Regions from separate parts of the Sus scrofa genome. Here region 2 is linked to region 1. A link is a contact called in public Hi-C data. All regions are on one chromosome and are shown on one strand. The core of a region is the stretch at or near the end of the contact, and the rest is flanking DNA. Distances in the headings are between cores, read along the strand shown. Region 1 has its middle 280 kb from the start of ZHX2. Region 2 has its middle 170 kb from the start of SHAS2.

What was found. Hi-C and Micro-C count contacts between places; a contact is called where the count stands out from the background.
Region 2: a contact with region 1 is called in a Hi-C map of liver, with 1.8 times the contacts expected there. The contact joins two enhancer-like sites. A contact is called at or near these places in 2 of 47 Hi-C or Micro-C datasets (embryonic fibroblasts and liver).

The regions. Positions count from the first base shown.
Region 1 is chr4:16,828,395-16,834,398 of Sscrofa11.1, forward strand. No RefSeq gene overlaps it. Among named protein-coding and RNA genes, the nearest start is that of ZHX2, 280 kb to the left of the region's middle. Within about 2 kb of position 4,082, at least 2 of the 83 cell types and tissues checked have an H3K27ac peak or open chromatin away from gene starts, as enhancers often do. A contact at or near this core is called in liver, where this site is marked.
Region 2 is chr4:17,412,283-17,417,936 of Sscrofa11.1, forward strand. No RefSeq gene overlaps it. Among named protein-coding and RNA genes, the nearest start is that of SHAS2, 170 kb to the right of the region's middle. Within about 2 kb of position 3,574, at least 9 of the 83 cell types and tissues checked have an H3K27ac peak or open chromatin away from gene starts, as enhancers often do. A contact at or near this core is called in liver, where this site is marked.

The DNA of each region.
Region 1 (6,004 bases), core at 2,832-5,331:
GAGAAATCCTGATCTTGGCTTTTTAATTAGGGTCTCCTCTGTTTGGACTATAGATCCCCTAAAAAAGCCCCCTGGATGCTCTAAGCCTTTATCTAAAGAGAGCCAGTATGGAATTTTGGTGCTCTTGGGTGCAGCCTGATGAATTAATTGCCTTTATCAAGGAAGGGAGAACCTGGTGGCTCACATCAGCATCCAGCTAGGATTTTTTTTTTTTTTTTTGACAAGCACTTTGACCAGAGTTTAAAAATTGTAGAAAAAAATTATTTCATGATGATACATTTGCACATTGGTTTCCTGAAAATAGATTGTTTTGATTTTATCATCCATCTAGAAAACGTGTGTTTACATTGACATTTATGGTTACAGCCTTGAGACACAGCCAAACCACAAGTCTAGGTTTGGAGTAATGAGCATGGGGCTGCAGAGATGGGTCATCCTAATGGGACAGTAAATCAAGCACCGACATGGCAGCTGGTTGACTTGCGCTAAGTGAATGAGAAAAGTAACAAGTTGTACGCTGTTTTTCTTAAGGTTGATATGAACCCCCTTCTTTCACCTTAAATTTGATTCTTTTGGCTACCAGCCCAGCCTAAACTGTTGTTAGGGACTCTCTGAGCCAGTGAGTCTTAGCTCTGCACTCCATTCATCCTCTTCAGGACATAGTTATGTTTAAACTCACAGGATTATAGAATCATAAACATAACCTGAAGAGTAACTGGGGATTGTTCATAAGCATGTAAACAGGATGCTTGTCTAGGTTTCATAGATTCTTTTGGGGAGACCATAGATTATCTTTTAAAAAAACTATGTAAAACTAATATATGTGTATACTTTTGTCCTGGAGAGAAAGCACTTTAACTTTTATCAGACTCTCAGAGTATCGCCTGGTGTTGCAAATCTTTGGAACAATGAGAATAAGATACAGAAACAGGTAGTAGGAGCTAAGGGATTGAAACCATAAGCTGGAGTCCCATGACCTCTCTGCTAGGCACCACAGTTTACGAATTTCTACATTACAGGGGCTTTCTTACTTATTTTTGTCACCTACCTTCTACCATAATGGTTAGCCCTAGAATGTTGTCATTGTAGGTTACACTAGTAAATTAAAAAACATCTTTGCAGAAGGAAAAAAAGTATACTCTGTGTATATTTAGTGTAATGTCACTTCAGTTTTAAAAATACTGAAATGTGAAAAAAATGTTGGTCTCAAAATTGAGACTATATGATACCATAAGCGTAATTATTCCTCGTTGAATAATTCATGGTAATCAGCATGAATAGTCATAATCATTACCACCATTTGTTAAACATTTATTACGTGCCAGGCACTTTAAAAGCTCTTTAAAAGCATTATCTCGATATTTGGGATTTCAACACCATGAAGCAAGTATTAAAATCTCAGTTTGACAAATGAGGACACTGAGGCTTAGGAGAATAAAGCACTATTGAAAGATCTTAGTAAGAGGCAGAGAAGAGTTTGAGCTTAGATGTTTTTGAATATAAGTCTCATTCTCTAAAGCTTGGGAGGTGAAGCCATGTTATAACAAATGTGGAAACAGATCTTCATTTTCCTGTCTGCCCCCAATCAAAAATAGAATTAAAAATTTTATTATAGTGGATTTACAATGTTCTGCCAATTTCTGCTATTCAGCAAAGTGACCTAATCATCTTCTATCATGTTCTATCATAAGTGATTGGATATGGTTTCCTGTGCTATACAGCAGGAAAAAATGATATTAGTCTTGGCGATGGCTTGATTTCTTTCATACATTCCCCACTGCCCTTATCCCCCACAGGGACAATAAGTGGTAATCAAATAAAAATGTAACAGGGTGGTGGTTACCTTATAAAAAGATCAGAGAAAACCTCTACAAATAGTATGAAGGAGTTCCCATTGTGGCGTAGTGGTAATGAATCTGACTAGTATCTATGAGGGTTTGATCCCCGGCCTCACTCAGTGGGTTAAGGATCTGGCATTGCCATGAGCTGTGGTGTAGTTTGCAGATGCAACTGGTATCCCTTGTTGCTATGGCTGTGGTGTAGGCTGGCGCTATGGCTCTGATTCAACCCCTAGCCTGGGAACTTCCATGTGCCACCCCAGTGGCCCTAAAAAAAAAAAAAAATGAATTAATGAAAAAACACATGTACCCATACATTCATTGCAGCACTATTCACAATAGCTAAGATGTGGAAACCATCTAAATATCCATAGACAGATGAATGGATTAAGAAGATGTGGTACATATATATTGGAATACTACTCAGCCATAAAAACAACAGAATAATGCCATTTGCAGCAACAAGGATGTAGCTAGAGATTCTCATACTAAGTGAAGAAGTAAGTCAGAAAGAGGAAGACAAACGCCATAAGATATCACTTATATGTAGAATCTAAAATATGGCACAAATGAACATATCCCCAGAAGAGAAACAGACTCATAGACACAGAGAACAGACATGTGGCTGCCAAGGGGAGGAAGGAGGGAGTGGGATGGACTGGGAGTTTGGGGGTGGTAGAAGCAAGCTATTACATTTAGAATGGATAAGCAATGAGGTCCCATTGTACAGCAGAGGGAAATATATCCAGTCTCTTGGGATAGAACATGATGGGGGAGGATATGAGAAAAAGAGTATGTATACATATATATATGTCTGAGTCACTTTGCTGTATAGCAGAAATTGGCACAATATTGTACATCAATTATACTTTAATAAACACATAAAAATGTGAATTAACTTTTATCAGAAATTTTATGTGTGTGTGAGTATGTGTGTGTAAAATCATTCATTTACTTCACAATATACAAATAGGCATATTGGCAGTAGAAAGAGATTGTCCTTCTAAATATCTTGGATCTAGGGAAGGAAAAGCCTAACATACAATGATTACTTGATAAATATAAGCACTTTTAGTGTCAGGACTCTGAAGTCATAAATCTTGCTTTGCCTTTACAGGAATCTCTAAATATCATTTATGATGACAACATAGAGCAGAATTCCATGGTGGATCTGAAGATTCTTCTAGCGTAATTCAGATCCCATTTTCTTGGGTTATTATATTCATTCCGCTCAGACTAACACATTGCTTGAATATAATGTTCGGCATATTTTTAGACCTTTATTATTTCTTCCTGGGGAATTGGCAAGAGGTCTGGTGAACATTAATTTTTAAATCCTGCAAAAAGTTATTTCTTTTAATCGAAACCCCTTTGGAGCGCTCACAAGTTGGAACCATAATTTCTTAGAAACAACATTGGTAGCCTGTCAAAATATTAAAAAAAAAAAAAAAAGAGTGATTTTTTTTTTTCTTGGTTTGCTTCAGGGGTTGCTTAAAGTGGCTCCTGATATTTTGAACACATAATAGTTTAGAAAACATCTTTGGCTGCTCAGGGTAATTTAAAGAGATTCTTTTTAATAGTACATTGTGTTTTTATTATAAATGTAGGAGAAAGTTTTGTTTATCCTTTAGAATTGGCTCTTTATTATAAAATAATTTCTGTACTGGGTATAGTACTTAATTTTTTTGTATTTATTTTTAAATTGTGTTGATATCTTGTTTATTTTTTGCTTTGATATTGAGAGAGTGTAGTCTGGAAGCAAAAATACTAGAGTTGGAGGAAGAAAACCTGGGATCTTGGCTAAGCTATCTACCATCTAAATCTCCATTTCCTCATCTGTAAAAGAAGAATAAGAATTGTTCCAAAGGCAACAGTTTGCATCTATTAATCCCAAATTCCCAATCCATCCCACTCCCTCCCCTCCCCCTTGGCAACCACAAGTCTGTTCTCCTTGTCCATGTTTTTCTTTTCTGTGGAAAGATTCATTTGTGCCGAGTATTCGATCCCAATTTTATATACTTTCTCAAGATGAAGCAAAAACATGAATATAATTGCTTTGTAAACAAGATAAAAGTATATGTGTATATGTATTATTGTCATCTGTCAAATGAAAATAATAATTCTTATTCATGGAGGTTGTTATGAGGATTAAATAATTCATACATATAAAAGAATCGCAGTGGAACATAATAGGCATTCAACAAGTATTAGGCAATGTTATTATTATTCTAATAAGTAATGTATTAAGCTTGTAGTCCAGGGTTCAGTCTTGCATGTTATGCAAAGCAAAATAATCCAACTGAACAAATATAGGGCATTGTGAAACCAAAGCCAAACCTGGCTAAGCACTAGAAATGAAAACAAAAACAGTTATAGAAAATTTTAAAAATTCAACAAAGATAAATTTCTAGTGTGATATGTACGGTTTAAATTTCTAGTGTGATATGTATGGTTTATGTTCCCTCAAAATTCATACGTTGAAATCCTAACCCTCAAGGCAATGGTATGAGGAGCTGGGGCTTTTAGGTGCTGATTAGGTCCTGAGGATGGAGTCCTCAACGATGAGATTAGTGCCCATATAAAAGGGGCCCAAGAGAGATGCCTCACGTCCTCTACCTGAGGACTCAGTGAGAAGGTGCGATCTATGAACCAAAGACATGTCCTTGTCCTTACAAGATGCTGAATTTGCTGGCACCTTGGTCCCCAATTTCTCAGCCTCCAGAACTGTAAGGAATATCTGTTTATTTAGAAGTCACTTAGTCTATGATACTTTGTTATTGCAGCCCAAACAGACTAAGATATAGTGCTTTTGGGGAGTCATTTCAGGACCAAAAAACATGTCTGGGCTTAAAATACCTATTAGGTACCCCCTGCCTTTTTTTGAGGGGAGGATTGCAGTTTCACTGGTTCCAACAAGCAACTCTACTTGGACATCTTGGTGAGACCTTCAAAGCTGTCAGGTTTAATTTCAAAAATGTAGAAAGGTGACTCATGCATGAAAAATGAACATGTATCAAATAATGTACAAAACTAATTAATTAATGATGGAATCAATACAGTGGTAAAGCTGGTTCGAAAGAAAACTGGAGGGTAGTTCCTGTCATGGCTCAGTGGTTAATGAAAGAGACTAGCATCATGAGGACATGGGTTCGATCCCTGGCCTCACTCAGTGGGATGAGGATCTGGTGTTGCTGTGAGCTGTGGTGTAGGTCACAGACAAGACTCGGATCTGGAGTTGCTGTGGTTGTGGTGTAGACCGGCAGCTACAGCTTGGATTTGACTCCTAGCCTGAGAACTTCCATATGCTGTGGATGTGGGCCTAAAAAGACACAGACACACAGACACACAGACACACACAGACACACACACACACACACACACACGGAAAAAAAAAACCTGGAGGAATGGAGATTTATATAGACAGGCATTCAAAGACACGCTAAAGTAAATTTGCTAATATATATACACTGGTTACTATCCTGCAGGGGAATACAACAATAACTTTGTGCTTTTCTTTTCTATTAGAGAGAAATCTGCAAGTTAACATGGAACTTCACAGAATTTGGGCTCTAATCAAAAAAGTAAATAGCAAAGACAAAGTGTCTTCTTTGTTAATGAAAAAATTCTTTGGTAAGTCTGTCAAACAATGCCTTATATTGAAAGCACATTTTCTTGTCTTATTTCCAAGTTTTGGATAATTTTATTTTATTAATAGAAAGACACTAGGTTTTAAAGAGGGCAAAGACATGATATGATTTTTGTTTTAAGAAAATCTCTAAGAGAGCCTTTGCCTTGGAGTCATAGACTTTAGGAGACCAATAGAGGAAGCAGGAGCACCCTCAAGGAGGCAAGTACTTTAGCCCAAGTGAGAGATTGTGTTAATGTGGACTACAAGAGCAGTGGCTGAGGTTGAAAGACATAGCCATATTTGAAATATATTTGTAAGGTAAAGCCAACAGGATTTGCGGATAGATTGGAAGTAGTGTATGAGAGAAAATGAGGAGTTGTGTTGAATGCTAGGTTTGGCTGGGTCCTGGGTATGCAGCATGAGGAACACAAATTCCCTGCCCACAAGGAGTTTACAGTCTACTGAGAGATTTTTTTGAGCAGGCTTATGGTTTCTGGGGGGACGGGGTAGGAAGTGGGATGGATGAGGAGTTTGGGGT
Region 2 (5,654 bases), core at 2,324-4,823, 580 kb after region 1:
AAATCAACTATACTGAAATAAAACTTTTTATAACATGAAAAAAAATTAGTTTGTTTTCAGACAGGAGATCATAGAGCACGTTTGTGTGCAGTTGGGATTAAACGAGCTAAAGGGATCGTGGCTCAGCGATAAACAAACCTGACTAGGATCCATGAGGAGGCGGGTTCAATCCCTAGCCTCGCTCAGTAGGTTAAGGATCCGGTGTTGCCCTGAGCTGTGATGTAGGTCACAGATGCGGCTCAGATCCCACGTTGCTGTGGCTATGACATAGGCCAGGAGCTGTAGCTCTGATTCAAACCCTAGCCTGGGAACTTCCATATGCGGCAGGGCCGACCATAAAAAAGCAAAATAAATAAATAAATAAATAAACCAGCTGAAGAGAGAAATCGATGGTGCCGGGTAAATGGGGGTGATAGTAGAGAATTTCCTGAGCAAGTTAAAAAACAAGCCATAGTGAGGTTGGTTTAAAATATACTGTAATGGGAAGGCAATCAAAGATTTCAGGTACCGCTGCTGGCAAGTTGATGTATTTGGCTACAAGAAAGAAGAGGAGTTTTTCATCTTTTTTTTTTTTTTCCTTTATCCTGTAAAGTGTAAAGATGAGCATCTGCTGAGTGTTTAGGTGGGAAGGGTGGAGAATAGGGAATAACTGGAGCAAGGCAGAGGAGAGCAGGGTGATGGAGAATGTTACAAGTGACCTGTAATGGGAGGAAACAGTTCAAGCTGGAGGAACAAATAAAATGCCAGTGTGATCAGGGCACAGCTTACCAGGATATGAACTGAGGTTGGAAAAATAAGCAGGGCCTATATGCACATCACTCTTAGGGATCATGAACTGTTAAAACAGTGGGTAGCCATTGAAAGGTTTTAAGCAAAGGGGTAATATAACTACATATGCATTTTATTTTTTTCTTTTATTTTTTTCAGTAGACACTGGTAATGTTATTTTGGTTTTTTATAATGATTTTTAGTTTTTCCATTATAGCTGGTTTACAGTGTTCTGTCAATTTTCTTTTTTTTTTTTTTTTTTTTTTTTTTTGGCTTTTTGCTATTTCTTGGGCCGCTCCCGCGGCATATGGAGGTTCCCAGGCTAGGGGTCCAATTGGAGCTGTAGCCACCAGCCTACACCAGAGCCACAGCAACGCGGGATCCGAGCCGCGTCTGCAACCTACACCACAGCTCACAGCAACGCCGGATCGTTAACCCACTGAGCAAGGGCAGGGACCAAACCCGCAACCTCATGGTTCCTAGTTGGATTCGTTAACCACTGCGCCACGACAGGAACTCCTGTCAATTTTCTACTGTATAGCAAGGTGACCCAGTTACACATACATGTATACATTCTTTTTCCTCCCATTATCATGCTCCATCATAAGTGACTAGACATAGTTCCAAGTGCCACACAGCAGGATATATGCGTATTGTAAAATTATCCATCTGCCTACAGAGAAGGAATACACTGGGGCGGAGAGGGGGTGCTGGGTATGGGGAGTGTGAGGGTACATGGGTCCCCCCCATAGTTATCCATGTGAGGGACTGTGTTATAATGATCTAAAAGTGTGATGGTTAAATGGAGTGAAGTGGGTAGAATGCACAGATATTTCAAGAGTAAAATTGGTAAGACTGGGCTTCAAAAATTAGTATAGAAGGGGTGGAAATAAGAGAGGCATATAAATCTGTCTTCAAATGTTGTCACCAGTACAGCCAGAAATCAATGGTGCTACATGAGGCTTAGTTTTAGGAAGAGAAGTTATAAGTTTCATGTGTGAAATGTTGGTCTTTTAGGACCATTGATATGTTCAAGAGCAGGATGCTCAACAATTATTGTGATAAACGAATTTGAAAAATAGGAAATCCGGGATGGATACATAAAACTGAGGTCCTTTCAGGAAAGAGTAATGGTTCTGACAATAAAGATGCAGATTTTGACAACTATGACAATATTAGCTAACATTTATTGAGTGATTATAATTTTCCAGACACTGTGCCAAGCATTTTACATGTATTATCTCTTTTAATGATTCAACAGGCTTAATGAGATAAGGTACTTGTATTAGGTCCATTTTGCAGATGGGAAAATGTAGGCAGAGAAAGATTAAGTAAATTGCCTAAGCCAAATAGATGGTATATTTGAAGCCGAAATTTGACAGTAAATGTTAGTAGACATGAGAGAGAGTGAGATGCTTAATAAAATATCCTTTCATTAAAGTAGAAATCCCTCTTCAGGAGTGCCCATTGTGGCTCAGCAGATTAAGAACCCAACGTAGTCTCTGTGAAGACGTCAATTCAATCCCTGGCCTCACTCGGTGGGTTAAGGATCCACTGCAGCCTAGGTCACAGATGCAGCTCAGATCTGGTGTTGCTGTGGCTGTGACATAGGCCTGCAGCTGCAACTATGATTCTACCCCTAGCCTGCGAACTTCCATATGTAGCAGGTATGGCTGCAAAAAGGAAAAAAAGAAAAAGAAATCCCTTTTTAGCTACAAGTTTGGATACCCTCAACTTGTCAAATTCTTAAACAATGATTGTGCACTAGTTTATTTCTTTAAATTTCTACATGAGTGTGTTTGCCATTAACTACTAGTATTTTGATTTTTTTAACCCTGCACATGGCATGCAGAAGTTCCTGGGCCAGGGATTGTACCCAAACCATAACAGTGACAATGCTGGCTTTTTCATCACTAGGCCACCAGGGAACTCCTAACTACCACTCTTTTTAGATTTTTTAATAACATTTATTTTCATAACAGAAGCAATAAATGGTCATGGTAAACAAATTCAGGTACGCCTGGAGAGGAATATAAAAATGCCTGTATTCTCAAGCACCAAAAATGGAAAAAAATCATTTATTTTAGTTTTAATTCATTCCTGACATGCATATGTTTGTATACCTGCGCATAAAACAAATTTGTATCAGAAGTGGAACAAAATGTACAAATTAATTACAACTTGCTTATTTAGGTAATACATGGCAAGCCTCTTTCAATTATTAAGGCGTATGTTACAGCATTTCTTAGACAAGTCTAGTCTGTTCCTGTGACCATAACAGACAGTTTCTTCTCATATGTTGATGTGCCCAGGATACCTCTCAGGTACTTTCTGGTCATTGATGATAGGGATGTGTGTGTGTGTGTTGTATATGCGTGTGAGGGGGTAAAGGGTGGCTGGCATTTTATGTCCAACTCGGATTCTACCTAGAACAATTCCTAGAAGCAATTCCTAGAGTGGTCACGCACTTTTATTTTCTCCTTGAGGTCTCTAGTTTCAGTCTTTCCCCTTCCCATAACCTCTGACTTCTTTGTTCTCTGTGTCATTGCTGATGGTTTGTAACGTTGGCGGCAAAGGAAGGAAAACGTTTATTATTATTTTCCCTAAGGCCCTGCTTGGTTCAGGCCAGGGGATATGTTGCTTTGTTTTCAGAATTGGGCTTTATGTATATTTTGTTAAATTCCCCAAAGACCTCTAGACACCAAGGACTAGAAAATGAAAAATGACTATTATTGTTACCCTACTTTGCTCAGGATCAGGAGCCACCACATGTTTCTGACTTTCCAGACAGACTCCAAGCTCCTCCCTCACTGGCAGTGTGCTAAAGGCCAAGTAGAACTGTTTACTCCTGTTACAATTATCACAGAGGCATGCCTGATCCTGAAAAATTGGAAACTTATAAAAGTTACTTCAATTCACATATGCGTTTTGCAAGATTTGAGCTGTACTGTATCCTTAAAGGTGTAACTATTCAAAAAAGAGAGAGAGAGAGAAAAAAAAAGTCTCAGTCAGTTCAGCCAAAAAAAATTGTTTCCCCAATACCAAATATTGACATTTTGGAAGAATCTAGGCCATGAGTTCATTTATTTACTTTTCCTACAGATGTTTGTCATACAGCTTGGGATCCTGATTCTTTATTTAGTTTCCTTTGAAACCTAAAAATCAATCCACCAACAATTATTAAGTATTGGTTGTGTACCAGATCCTGTGCTAGGCACTGTGGAAATGTGTGAACGTCAGCTTGGTGTGGTGGGAAAAAAATAAAAATGAAAGACTTCCAATTTCAGAAATCTAAAAACTTGCTTTTACTCCCTAAAAACGATGATGTGATAGACAAGTCAGGCTTTTCTCTGATCTCTGTTTCCTCACCTGTAGAAAGTTCGTCTCCTTCTCACAGAGCCGGTGTGAAAAGTCGTGTGAGGATGCGTGTTGACATCCTGTGAGGTATGCACAAATGATGGTGATAGCCAAAGATTCGTAAAATATTCCCCTCTAACCTCAAGGAACTTGCAGCCTAGTTGGAGGAATCAGAGGTACATATTCAAGAACTTAATAACCGTGTAAGCGTAAAATAATACCAGACAGAGATTCCAAAGATGTTGCAAGACAGTGCATGATTAATTGCCAAAGAGGAGAGACTTGGGCAGAGAGAAAGGGAGAGCAGCGTGTGCTGGTATCTTCAAGGGACAGATGAAAAGACAGCCCAACCCCCACGAGGGCATTCAGATTATGAGTCTGTAGACAGTCAAAATAGCATGCAAGTAACAGTCTTATCATGCTTGAAAATCAAATGTCTGATGTTAAGATAAACAGCTTAATAGGCAAAAATGTTCATGGCAATTTCAGACCTTTGGCTGTGTGTGTTGGAAAGGGAGACAGTGTGATCAGTAACAAGAAATGAAACTAAGGCATTAGAAACAACTATATTCAAATCCTGACTACCCAGGGTTGCCTTCCTGGCTGTTTCCTAGTTAGTGTGCCTCCGTGGGTTTTTGTCTCCTGAAGCCTGGAGCGTAATATTTACTTCGTAGGCTATTTAAGAGTTAGTGGAGCTAACTAGGTAGAGGGTGAGTTTATGCAGGGGTGCGTGGGAATATGCCAAAGAGAGGGAACAGCGTGCCCAAAAGCCCTGAAGAGAGACTGTTTTGAGGACTGGATGAAAGAAGAGAAAGCCAATGAATCTGCCGTATAGTGGGTGGTGGCTGCCTCTGGAGGGATAGGAAAGAGCCACGGTAGGCAGGGACCTTGTAGGTCCCTCAGTGTTATAGACTCGATTCTAGTGAGTGATTTAGAAGCCAGTGGATTGTTTTGAAGGCATGGTGGGGGGACTAGTGGCAGAGGGAAAGAACCCACTGGCAAACATAGGAGATGAATGGGGTTAGGTGGTGTGCACTTTATTATGGCACATTACAGCTAGAAAATTGATCCCTTTAGTGAGTAATGTGTTAAACTAAGTTTAGAATTAAGGACAATGTCAGTTCAACAGTAATTACTCCCAGTAATCTTTCTTTCTTTTTTTTTTTTTTTTTTTTTTTTTTTGCAGGACTGCACCTGCGGCCTATGGAGGTTCACAGGCTAGAGGTCCAATCAGAGCTGTAGCCACCGGTCTACACCAGAGATGCATCAACGCAAGATGCAAGCCGCGTCTGCAACCTACACCACAGCTCACAGCAATGCCAGATCCTTAACCCACTGAGCAATGTCAGGAATCAAACCCGAAACCTCATGGTTACTAGTCGAGTTCGTTAACCACTGAGCCATGATGGGAACTCCTCTCCTAGTAATCTTTCATCTTGCCTTGGCCCCCTCCCATTTTCAGAAGTAACAGTTTCAACTCTTCCCTTCAAACTTGCTGGAAAATAGAGTAAGTGTCTTGCAGATGTGGA